Linked DNA regions of Sus scrofa: region 1 is linked to region 2. The links are chromatin contacts, called in public Hi-C maps. All regions are on one chromosome and are shown on one strand. The core of a region is the stretch at or near the end of the contact, and the rest is flanking DNA. Distances in the headings are between cores, read along the strand shown. Region 1 holds the start of SNRNP35 (U11/U12 small nuclear ribonucleoprotein 35 kDa protein). Region 2 holds the start of LOC102160998 (collagen alpha-1(I) chain-like).

Region 1 (6,027 bases), core at 1,656-4,155, 53 kb after region 2:
CCGCTCCCTCTTTCCCTCTCGAAACTGGTCATTTTTAACTACTGGCAAGTTAATGGGCTGTCGAAAAGGCCGATCCCGCCCCCCAAACCTCAACTGCCCAGATTCCTTTTTCCCCCCCAGGCCCCCTCCCAATCGCCGAGGGATCCACCCTTTGAGGGTTCTCTCCAGTTCATAGTCCACAAATATCTCGTGCTGGTCGATGACCAGGCCATCAGCATCCCGGTAGGCTTTGAGCAGAGAACGCTCCTCTTTGTATTCGATAAAGGCGTAGCCCTTTGAGAAGCCCGTGACCAAGTCCCTCACCAGCCGAAGCCGCCGGATATCCCCATAGCGTGAAAACACTTCCTTTAACTTTTCCTCTTTGGTCTGCAGGTTGAGTCTGGCCACAAACAGAGTGAGAAGGGGGTCTCCTGTGACGCCTTTGTTGGGGGTGTATCGTGCCAACATCGCCCTCCAGATTGCACGATCGTGTGGGTCTTCGTCAGTGCCATCGATGCTGCCAGCTTTAAGTGGGTCGTACTCCTTGGCGATGGGCACCCAATCGTTCATGTTCTAGGGAGGAGCACAGTAAGCGTTTATGCAGCACCTACTACAAGCTATGCAGTTAATCCTTCCAACAACTCCATGAAGCAGATACTGTTATTCACCTCTTCTTCCAAAAGAGAAGGAGGTGGATTCTCAGAGGCTGAAGCCTCCTGGTTAGAAAGCAGGGGAGACAGTATCAAATCTGGGCGGAGGGCTCAAGGATGCCCTCACCCACTCTCTCGCCCTCCTCCTTGGAAGAAGCAGAAGGCAAAGGCCTGAGCTCAACACAGACGTATACCATCATGGTAGGATGCATACCAACTACGTTATGATGCTACAACATGGGTCAAAATCCAGGCTTGCCTTTCAGAGACTTAAAATGGTCATAGGGGAGTTACTATTGTGGCTCATTGGGTTAAGAACATGACTAGTATCCATGAGGATGCTGATTCGATTCCTGGCCTTGCTCAGTGGGTTAAGGATCTGGCACTGCCATGAGCTGTGGCACAGGTCATAGACGTGGCTCAAATCTGGCATGACTGTGGCTGTGGCCGTGGCCAGCAGCTGTAACTCTGATTTCACCCCTAGCTCGGGAACTTCCATATGCCGTGGGTGCGGCCCTAAAAAGCAAAAGGAAAACAAACACAAAAGGACCACTTCATTCAAAACTGAGAGGCAGGACATTATATCATCTCCCACCAAACTGTAAATGGAGGACGTATATGTGTGTCATCATTAGCGAGCAACTTTGGAAAAGACACTTCTCTGGTAACTTGTAAAAGGATGACGAACAGCTAGAACAAGGGAAGGAGCTTCAGATGGTTTTGGTCTGGCTTGGGCTCTGCCTCCAACTCACTTAAGGTTCTAATCTTACTTCCTACCTCCATCATAAGGTTGCAAGATAAAAACAAAAACCAAAGACCATAACAATTATAGTTAACTTGTCTTGAACACTTAGGAGGTGCCAGGCATTGTGCTAAGCACTTATCTCCCTTCACTTCTCAACAATACCAGGACACGTGTACTTCTGTTATTGCTATTTCAGATGTGGAAGGTGAGCTGCAAAAACGGCTGTCTTTTGTCCCAAAACACAGAAGTAGCCCAGCCAGGTAATGAGAACCAAGGGCTTTCTTGACTCCAGAAATTAAGTTCTTAACTATTTTCTTAGATGGCTGTCATAAAATATAAAGCTTTGGAGAGAGGGACAGGAAAAAGCTGACCAGGTCTGGGTTTTGAGGCTGAAAACCCCCACACTCTCCACCCCTGCAACCAAATGGGAGAGAAACCCCTTCCCCCATTCCACAAGCTCACAACGATCCACCAAAAATTTTTTGACATAATTGTACAAGGTCAGAAGTCCTGTTCAAAGCTTTAAGAGCTCTTCAAATTAAAATATGGAGAGAATTATAAAGGGATAAAATGAATTTTGTTTCCTTCCCGATCTGTATGCTCCTATCAATACTAAATACCAAGAAAACAGCGGGCTTCACGGCTTCTCATTCTTTCTTGCTGTATTTTCTCCGTTGCAACATTATATTGAGATTTCCTTCAACAATCTCTTTGAAATTTTATATTCTCGTCATTATTTCATTAACGAGGATGGGATGTGAAAGATGAATGGGGGGGGGGTGGAGATGGGTGCGTCAATGAACCATTAAAGACCGAAGGGCGGAAAGTGAAAAAGCGCAGGAATTAGAGTCAGAACACCCAGGTTTAAGACCTAGTGCAATCTTGGGCAAAATTTAAATCATCTGTAAAATGTTGCTAAGCGCCTCTTCACTGCATAACAGAAGGCCTACGAAAGTGTTTTATAATTATAAAGCATTATGTAAATAAAAGCTATTATTAAACAAGTAAACAGACAAGACACACCTCTCCAGGCTGATTATACATAGTAAAACACTCCCGCGCTTCCCAGGTGGGAAACTGAAGGCTGGCCCACAGGGCCCTCCGAGCACGCGCAGTGAGGCTATGGAAGCCAAGGCGGAAGTCTCTGTGATAGTCTATACTCCCAGTCCCCTCGCAGCACCTCGGTCTCTCGGCCGCCGGCCTTTCAGACTACCTCTCCCAGCCCCTCACCTTGTAGGTAGGCGCAAGACTGAAGGAACCATCCTGCCAACCAAGTTATAGCCCCCGCTCCCCGCAGCATAAACCCAAAAGGTCTCCCCATTTGCCCGGCTTCAACATGGCGGCCCACACACTAACCGACACACTGTCCAGGCGGAATTCCCTGGTCCTCCTCGCCTGGGTGGGCCCCGCTCCCACTAAACCGCTCTGGTTCACTTCAGAAGACTCGGGATTCCTTTCCCATGGAGACTGATGCCGAGCGTGGAGCGACGGTAGGTTCTTCCGGCCCGCCTGACCGGAACTTTACATCGGGAGCTACAGATTCGTCACGGGCCCTGATTTGGTTTTTGCTTTCATTTAAAAAATCTAATCGCATGCATTGAGCATCGAAGGCTCCATTGAGTATCGTCTCCAAAAAGAATGAACTTTTCGCTTTTCTAAAATTTTTCGCCAGGACAAAAAATGCTAAATTGAACAATTGAGTTGGAAGACTATCGAATGTGCTGCTAATCCTGTGAGATTCGCAGAATCGCTCTCCTTATTGAAGAGATCTTTGAGCGCCAGTGAGACTTTTCGTTCTCAGGTTCACTGTGAGAAATTGATTTTGTTTTGTTTTTTTTCCTTAGAAAATGCGTATGCTAGTTCACAAGGAAACTGTGTACGTATGTTTTCCCAGAGTTTTTCTAACCCCTAAATTTAACAAATTCGCTCCCCGCACAAGCAAAACAGTTCTTCAAAGTGAGCTCGGAAACAAGAATCGCGTGGAAGCGTGTTAAAATGCCGTTTTCCGAGCCTCACAGAGATCTCTGAATTCAGAATCTCTGAAAAAAATGTATTTTTTTGGAAAGTCCCCAAATGATTCTTTTTTTTTTTTTTTTTTTGTCTTTTTGCTATTTCTTGGGCCGCTCCCGCGGCATACGGAGGTTCCCAGGGTAGGAGTCAAATCGAAGCTGTAGCCGCCAACCTACGCCAGAGCCACAGCAAAGCGGGATCCCAGTCGCGTCTGCAACCTACACCACAGCTCATGGCATCGCCGGATCTTTTAACCCACTGAGCAAGGCCAGGGATCGAACCCTCAACCTCATGGTTCCTAGTCGGATTCATTAACCACTGTGCCACGACGGGAACTCCCCCAAATGACCCTTTAAGAACCCATGCCCAGATTTAAAACCAGGGCGTGGGAGGGGAGACCCATGTGGTCAGTAAATATTTATAGAGTAGATAGATGTATACATTCAGACTATGTTATGTTTCTTTTTTGTTAGGTCAGTGTATTCGGGTAGATTACGACTTGAACAACGAATTACTTGATACAGTTGTGCTTTCATAAATCTGATGATGAGTATCTCATGATGTTCTTCATTCACTCATTTTCTGATTCATTCTTACAAGTGGGTGATTTCTGCAAACAACTCATCTCATTTTGCTTCCAATCTTATTCTTAGAAGGTAAGCCAAATCACCATTTACTAAGGGTATATTACTGTTCTTTTTTTTTTTTTTTTTTTTTTGTCTTTTGTCTGTTGTTGTTGTTGCTATTTCTTGGAACGCTCCGCGGCATATGGAGGTTCCCAGGCTAGGGGTTGAATCGGAGCTGTAGCCACCGGCCTACGCCAGAGCCACAGCAACGCGGGATCCGAGCCGCGTCTGCAACCTACACCACAGCTCACGGCAACGCCGGATCGTTAACCCACTGAGCAAGGGCAGGGACCGAACCCGCAACCTCGTGGTTCCTAGTCGGATTCGTTAACCACTGCGCCACGACGGGAACTCCTATATTACTGTTCTTAGTCTTTATTGAATTTTGTACGTGAAGCAAAGGTCCTGAATATCTATAGCTTTCTTTATAGTACCTTTTCTTTTCTTTTCTTTTCTTGCTTTTTAGGGCTGAACCCATGGCATATGAAAGTCCCCAGGCTAGGTGTCGAATCAAAGCTGCACCTGAGGCCTACACAACCACAGCAACACTTCAGCCAAACTACATCTGTGACCTACATCACAGCTTGAAGCAATGCCAGGTCCTTAACCCACTGAACGAGACCAGGGATAGAACCACCATCATGGATACTAGTCGTCTTCTTACCAGGTGAATCATAAGGGGAACTCCATATAGTACGTTTTCTTAAAATTCATTAACAAAATGTATTGAGTTTAAAAATGAGCCATATCTATAGTTTAAACATTTATATTTAAAAATATGTGTGTATGGTATATACATGCAGTTGAATACTGTTCAGCCTTAAAAAGGAAGGAAATTCTGATAATTGCAACTTGGATGAACCTGGAAGACATTATGCTAGGTAAAATAAGCCAGACACAAAAGGACAAGTATTTTATGGTTCCACTTATAAGAGGGACCTAGAATAGTCAAATTCATAGCAAGAGAGAGTGATTTCTCTTTCACTTTCAATAGTGATTGCTAAGGCCTAGGGGTTGGAGGAAGGAGAATCATTGTTTTATGAGTACAGACGTTCAATTTGGGATGATGAAAAGAGTTCTGGTAGTGGATGGTGATGGTTACCTAATACTGTGAATGTACTTAATGCCACTTCACTGTGCTTAAAGATGGTTAAAATGGTTTTATGTTATGTGTATTTTACCACAATAAAAGTGTTGTTAATTAGATCTGTGTACCCCAGTAGCAACAAGCACCACCTAGCACCCAGATCTTGGTTTCTAATGTCATTCTCCAGTAAAAGCAACTAGAGTACCTTGGAGAAATGGCTGATTCTAGGACTGGGGCAAGAAATACACAAGGTGAACTTGGAACAACATGTAATGCCAGGAAGTAAAGAAGTATTGAAAACAAACCAAAAAACCCACCAATGATGACATCAAAGGGACACAGGAGCTAATTGAGAGACCTTCCAACAGCCAGAGAGGAACAAGTTGAGCAACAAAATAGTGTTATAGTATAACCCAAAATATAAAATAAATATCTATGAGTCTATACTGATATAAATAAATGATTAAATAAATAAAATGCATAGGAGTTCCCATCGTGGCGCAGTGGAAATGAAACCAACTAGGAACCATGCAGTTGTGGTTCAATCCCTAGCCTCGCTCCGTGGGTTAAGGATCTGGCGTTGCCATGAGCTCTGGTGTAGGCTGCAGACGTGGCTAAGATCTGGTATTGCTGTGACTTTGGCCTAGGCCAGAGGCTATAGCTCCGATTCCACCCCTAGCCTGGGAACCTCCATATGCTGTGGGTGCAGCTGTCAAAAAGGACAAAAAGACAAAATAACATAAAATGCATAGAGGAGACATGTCTCCCATGCAGAACCCCAAATAATTTCTCTAGATAACTCCTCTCTCAAGAAGGTGGAGCGTAAGTCCCCACCCCTTAAGTGTGGGCAGAGTATAATGACCTTCATCTAAACAATACAGTATGGAAAAGGGAGAGGGAAGACTTCATGGTGGGGAAACCTGACCAATA
Region 2 (5,735 bases), core at 2,915-5,414:
GATATCTACACCCAAACCAGGTATCTCCTCCAGGTTTCTTTGATCATCATCATCATCTAACTCTTCTATACAATGTTGTGTGGCCAGCACATATGTTGACTTGTTAAATAATCACAATTACCCTCTGTGAACCCATTATACAGTGGGCAAAGCTGAGGCCCCAAGGGGTCATGGGACTTGCCTAAGGTCACACACCAGGTCAGTGACCACACCAAGGTCGGAACACAGAAAGATTTGGAAGCTTAACCACGAGGATCAACTGTCTCTCCCCACTTTTCTCAAGATTGTGAATGTTATCCTAAGCACCCAGGCTTAGCATTTGGTTGTCACCTTGGAACGCCTGCCTCCCCTTTCCTTCCCTAATGTCATTTCCACCCCCTCTACTCTCTCATTTTTTTCCTGCCCTGGTCCCAAGGCTTAGGCTGCAGGCTGGTGCTGTGGCTCCTCCACTCTCGCCCCCTCTGAGCAGACTCTCAGTAAGTCTTTGCTGACTTTAGGGCAAAGCTGTCCCAATCTGGGCCTTTGTTTTTTATTAGTTTGCCATGGGCACCCACCATGTTCAGCTCCATCCCTCCCAGCCTTGGGACCTTAGGTAAGTTATTCAACTTCCAGTAGCGGGGTTGAATGGTACCAGCCCTCCTGACACCCACCTCCCATAACATAACAAAAAAGCTACCCTCACATCCTAATTCCTGGAATTTCTCAATGTGATTGTGTCTTTTTTTTTCTTTTTTCTTTTTCTTTTTTTTTTTTTTGCCCGGGGCGTGGTCAGGGCACACCTTCAGCATAGGGAAACTCCCAGCCTAGGGGTCAAATCGGAGCTGCAGCTGCCAGCTTATACCACAGCCAACACTATGGGATCCGAGCCACTTCTGTGACCTACACTGTAGTTTAAAGAAACACCAAATCCTTAACCCACTGAGCAAGGTCAGGGATGGAACCCACATCCTCATGGATACTACTTCATGTCCTTAACCTACTGAGCTACAACAGGAAATCCTTGATCTTATTTTTAAAAGTGTCTATACAGTTATGATTAAGGATCTTGAGATGAGATCATTCTGGATTGTGTGAGTGGGTTCTACATCTAATGACAAGTACTTTTATAAGAGATACGCAGAAGACAGAGGCATAGAACACCATGTGAAGACCAAAGGCAGAGACTGGAATCACAACAGCCACAAGCTAAGGAAGCAGACAAAGGCAGAGACTGGAATCACAACAGCCACAAGCTAAGGAAGCCCAGAAGCTGGAAGAAGTGAGGAAGGACCCTCTGCTAGGACTATCAGAGGGCGTGCAGCCCTGCCAACACCTTCATTCAGATTTCTGGCATCCAGAACCGTCAGAGAATGCTTCTATTGTTTCAAGTCAGCAAGTCTGTGGCAATGTGCAGTAGCTACAGGAAATGAATGCCCTTCCCTGCTCCTCACTGTCCTTGATTTAGGATGGGGATAATCATAGGTCCACGTTTTTGAGTTGCTCTGCACAGATCTGACCCCGGTTTTATTATTATTTTTTTACTTTTTATTTATTTATTTTTCTTGCTTCACCCACGGCAGGCAGAAATTCCCAGGCCAGGAATCAAACCTGCACCATGGCAGTGACCCGAGCCACTGCAGTGATAATGCTGGATTCTTAACCTGATAGGCCACCAGGGAACTCCTAACCCCATTTCAGCACTTACCAGCTGCCTGGCCTCCGGGGTGAGTGATTTGACTTCTCTGTACCTCACTTTCCTCTTTTGTAAAGTAGGGATAATAATACCTCTTAGGATGCTGGATGGTAGCAGTTCTCAAATTTTTGCTCTCAGGGACCCTTTTCCGAGGGCACTCTTAAAAACCACTGAAGACCCTAAAAAGATTTTGTTAGATATGTTATATCTATTGATCTCTATTGTAAACTAGAAATTTAAACTGACAGTTCTTAAAAATATTGACTTATTTAAAACAGACACATAACATATTAACATGAATATTTTTAATAAAAAGTAATTATGCTCCGGAGTTCCCGTCGTGGTGCAGTGATTAACGAATCCGACTAGGAACCATGAGGTTGGGGGTTCAATCCCTGGCCTTGCTCAGTGGGGTAACGATCTGGCATTGCCATGAGCTGTGGTGTAGGTCGCAGACTCGGCTCGGATCCCGTGTTGCTGTGGCTCTGGAGTAGGCTGGCAGCTACAGCTCCAATTAGACCCCTAGCCTGGGAACTTCCATATGCCACGGGAGCGGCCCAAGAAATGGCAAGAAGACAAAAAAAAAAAAAAAAAAAAAATCAATTATGCTCCAAAACAAAAAGGTACCGAGGACTATAGCTGTGACATTGGTTCCTACTTTTGCATGTCTCTTTAATGTCTAGTTCCTTATTAGAGATCTGGATCTTCAAATCTCCATCTGCATATTCAGTCTATCATGATAGGCTGTGTAGTGTTAAGAATATGAAGAACATCTAGGCTCTCACTGATACATAGCTAGCAAAAGGGACCTCAAAGAGACTCTGGGTAGTGGGGAACCCCAGTGGTCCTTAGGCCACTTTTGAAAAGCCATGGAGTAAATGAGGAAATATTTATAATAGACCTAGAATAACATCTGGCACATGGTAAACACTATATATTTTTAAACTAAATATGAAGCAAATGCTCAGTGCATTTTAATTACTTAATTTATTAATTTTTTGCTTTTTAGGGCTGCACCTGCGGGGTATGGAAATTCCCAGGCCAGGGGTAGAATGGGAGCTGCAGCTGCCAGCCTACACCAGGGCAATGTGGAATCCCACCCCTGTCTGCGACCTACACCACGGCTCACAGCAATACCTGATCTTTAACCCACTCTCAGTACATTTTAAACTTTGAAAGTCTTCAGTTTTAATCCACATGTATCAGGTTGGGGTGGATTTTATAGCTACAAAGACATTAAAGGTTTTTTTTTTTTTTTTTCCTGCCTTCAAGGAGCTCACAATCTGATGGGGGAGGCTACCTGTAACTACGTTAAAACTCACTGTGCTAAGAGCAGTTTTATGGGAGTAGGCAGCAGGCTGTGTGGATGCAAAAGCAGGTCCCTAATTACCCATGCGTGAGGGTGCGAAGGGTGGGGTTGTGGGTTCAGGGAAGGCTCACCTGGGCGGGGATGGGTGGTCTGATGGACTAGCGGATTTAGCCAGGTCAAAAGAAAGAGGGCTCGGGACAAGAAAGCTGAAATCCAAACCCCGGCCTCACCTTCTCTGTGAAGTGGTGTTTATGTCATAAGGAGCCACTAATGGACGTGGCCCGGCAGGCAGCGTAGCCCGGCGGCTCAGGGACCAGAGGACCGCACCACTCTTCTGCCCTTCTCCCGGGCGCCTCTCCTGGAGCACAGGGCCTGGCGTCGCCAGGTCTGCCTGGTGACCAGGTCGGTGAGGCGGGTCCTCGACTCCCCACCCCATAGTCCACCTCCGGAACCCTCCTTTTCTCTCCAAAGCTGGGGCTGCCCGCTGACGCTGTGAATCGTCCAGAGACCGGCGACCCCCATCCCCACCGCCTCCACTCCCTCTCCTCCGGGCTAGTTTGACCCCTCCAGGCGGGAGTGGGAAAGGAGGAGCCAGGACCGGGCCCGAGGAGGGGGTGGCGCCTCCGGACACGCTGGGGGATCCGGCTGCAGGCGGGAAGGAAGGTCCCGCGGGTGGAGCTGGGGGTCCGGGGGGGCGGGGGGCTGCGGAGTCGGCGGGTGGGGGTGCGGTGCCCGTGGGGGCCCCAGGGCGCCCTCGGGCGGCGGAAGCTGGGCGCGCCCCTCTCCAGGCCGGGATCAGGGCGGGGCGCGTGGCATCCCTGCGGGGGGAGCCGGTCACCCAGCGTCGCCGCGGACAAAGTTTCCCGGAGGAGCCGCGGCCGCCCTTCCTTTCCAGGCCCCGGGCGTGTGGGCGAGCTTCGGGCGAGGACTGTTTCCGAGGGCAGTGGGGGCCCCCTCTCCAGCTAGACCCCGCGCCTCCATTGCGCCCAACTCGGATTCCCAACTTGGGAGGCGCCGCGGGCCTGCGCACGCGCGCGCTTTCCTCGCCTCCGTCTCCTCCTCCTTCTCCCCCCACTGGGGAGCAGGCTCTGGGCCGAGCGGGGCGCGGAGACCCGCACCCGGCGCGCTGACCTCTGGCTCCCGGCCGGTCGCCTCCGCCCATGCCGACGCCCGCCGCCCGCCCGGTGCGCCCTCGCCGGAGGACCAGCTAAGCGCGGGCCGGCGGCGGCAGAGGGAGGTGGGCCCGGCCCGGCGCTGCCCTCGACAGCGGCAAGTTTGGGAGTTGCACTAGTTTGCGGGGTGAGGGAGAGGCCGGGCGGGGGGCCATGGAGGAGGACCGGGGGTCGGCGCTAGCAGCCGAGTCAGCGCTGGAGAAGAATGTGGCGGAGCTGACCGTCATGGACGTGTACGACATCGCGTCGCTCGTGGGCCACGAGTTCGAGCGGGTCATCGACCAGCACGGCTGCGAGGCCATCGCGCGCCTCATGCCCAAGGTCGTGCGCGTCCTGGAGATCCTGGAGGTGCTGGTCAGCCGCCACCACGTCGCACCAGAGCTGGACGAGCTGCGCCTCGAGCTGGATCGTCTGCGCCTGGAGAGGATGGACCGCATCGAGAAGGAGCGCAAGCACCAGAAGGTGGGCAGTAGCCTCAGTCTGCCCATCCGGGCAATGGAGCAGCTGGGACCTAGGGGCCCTTTCGTATAGGACAACTGTAGGTGACACTTATGTGTACACAGAGAATAGGCAACAGGGATAGGGATGGAGGCCCCGGCCCTCTTTTGCCCAGTCTAGGGGACCTGGCATATACCACCCCCAGAGATTAAGGGTAGTTCTTTGGAGTCAGACCTAAGTTCCGGTCCTACTTTTACCATTTAATAGCTGTGTGACCTTGAGTAAGTTATTTAACCTCTCTGTGCTTTATTTCCCCACATATCAGATGGTGATACTAATAGGATCCACCTTTTAAGTATTAAATGGGGGGGAGTTCCCGTCGTGGCGCAGTGGTTAGCGAATCCGACTAGGAACCATGAGGTTGAGGGTTCAGTCCGTGCCCTTGCTCAGTGGGTTAACGATCCGGCGTTGCCGTGAGCTGTGGTGTAGGTCGCAGACGCGGCTCGGATCCTGCGTTGCTGTGGCTCTGGCGTAGGCCGGTGGCTACAGCTCCGATTGGACCCCTAGCCTGGGAACCTCCATATGCCACGGGAGCGGCCCAAAGAAATAGCAAAAGAAAAAAAAAGAAAAAAGAATTAAATGGGGGAGTTTCCTGGTGGCTAAGTGGGTTAAGGACCTGGTATTGTCACTGCTGTGGTGCACATTCAGTCCCTGTCCCAGAAACTTAAGCATGCAGGTGCAGCCAAAAAAAAAAAAAAAAAAAAAAAGTTAAAATGGCAAATTTAAAGGAAAAAAGAGAATTAAATGGGATGTTTTCTAAAGTACTTAGCTAGGAGTTCCCGCTGAGGCTCAGCAGGTTAAGGATCCAGCTGTCCCTGCAGTGGCTTGGGTTGCTATGTGGGAAGGGTTCGACTCCTGGCTCCAGAACCTCCACATGCTGCAGACACAGACAAAAAAATAATAAAAAATTGAGTGCTTAAGTAATGTTATTCTTTTCCAGAAATGAAATAAGTCCCTCTGCCCTTCAGTGTCACCTAAGAAGCTAGGACACCAGGCCCCTTTCTTCATCCTCCTCTAGAACCCTCCAGAGCCAAGAGGATATGACCTCTAGCCACTAAGCTCATTGACGCTCAGTCTCTGAGTT

What was found. Hi-C and Micro-C count contacts between places; a contact is called where the count stands out from the background.
Region 1: a Hi-C map of skeletal muscle shows a contact between it and region 2, with 7 times the contacts expected there. The contact joins the promoter of SNRNP35 here to the promoter of LOC102160998 in region 2. A contact is called at or near these places in 1 of 5 promoter capture datasets (liver), 7 of 47 Hi-C or Micro-C datasets (embryonic fibroblasts, fibroblasts, heart right ventricle and 2 more) and 2 of 2 datasets of contacts at active chromatin or transcription factors (alveolar macrophages and skeletal muscle).

Annotation. Positions count from the first base shown.
Region 1 is chr14:29,474,146-29,480,172 of Sscrofa11.1, forward strand. It overlaps SNRNP35 (U11/U12 small nuclear ribonucleoprotein 35 kDa protein), which reads right to left and starts at 2,906. Exons shown (of 2, transcript XM_003359089.4): 1 at 2,731-2,906; 2 at 1-552. The coding sequence starts at 549. It overlaps RILPL2 (RILP-like protein 2), which reads left to right and starts at 3,990. Exons shown (of 5, transcript XM_013982786.2): 1 at 3,990-4,040.
Region 2 is chr14:29,420,337-29,426,071 of Sscrofa11.1, forward strand. LOC102160998 (collagen alpha-1(I) chain-like) reads right to left here and starts at 4,165. Exons shown (of 2, transcript XM_005670587.3): 1 at 3,212-4,165; 2 at 977-1,851. The coding sequence starts at 4,143. The coding sequence ends at 1,833. RILPL1 (RILP-like protein 1) reads left to right here and starts at 3,784. Exons shown (of 7, transcript XM_001925355.7): 1 at 3,784-4,615. The coding sequence starts at 4,307.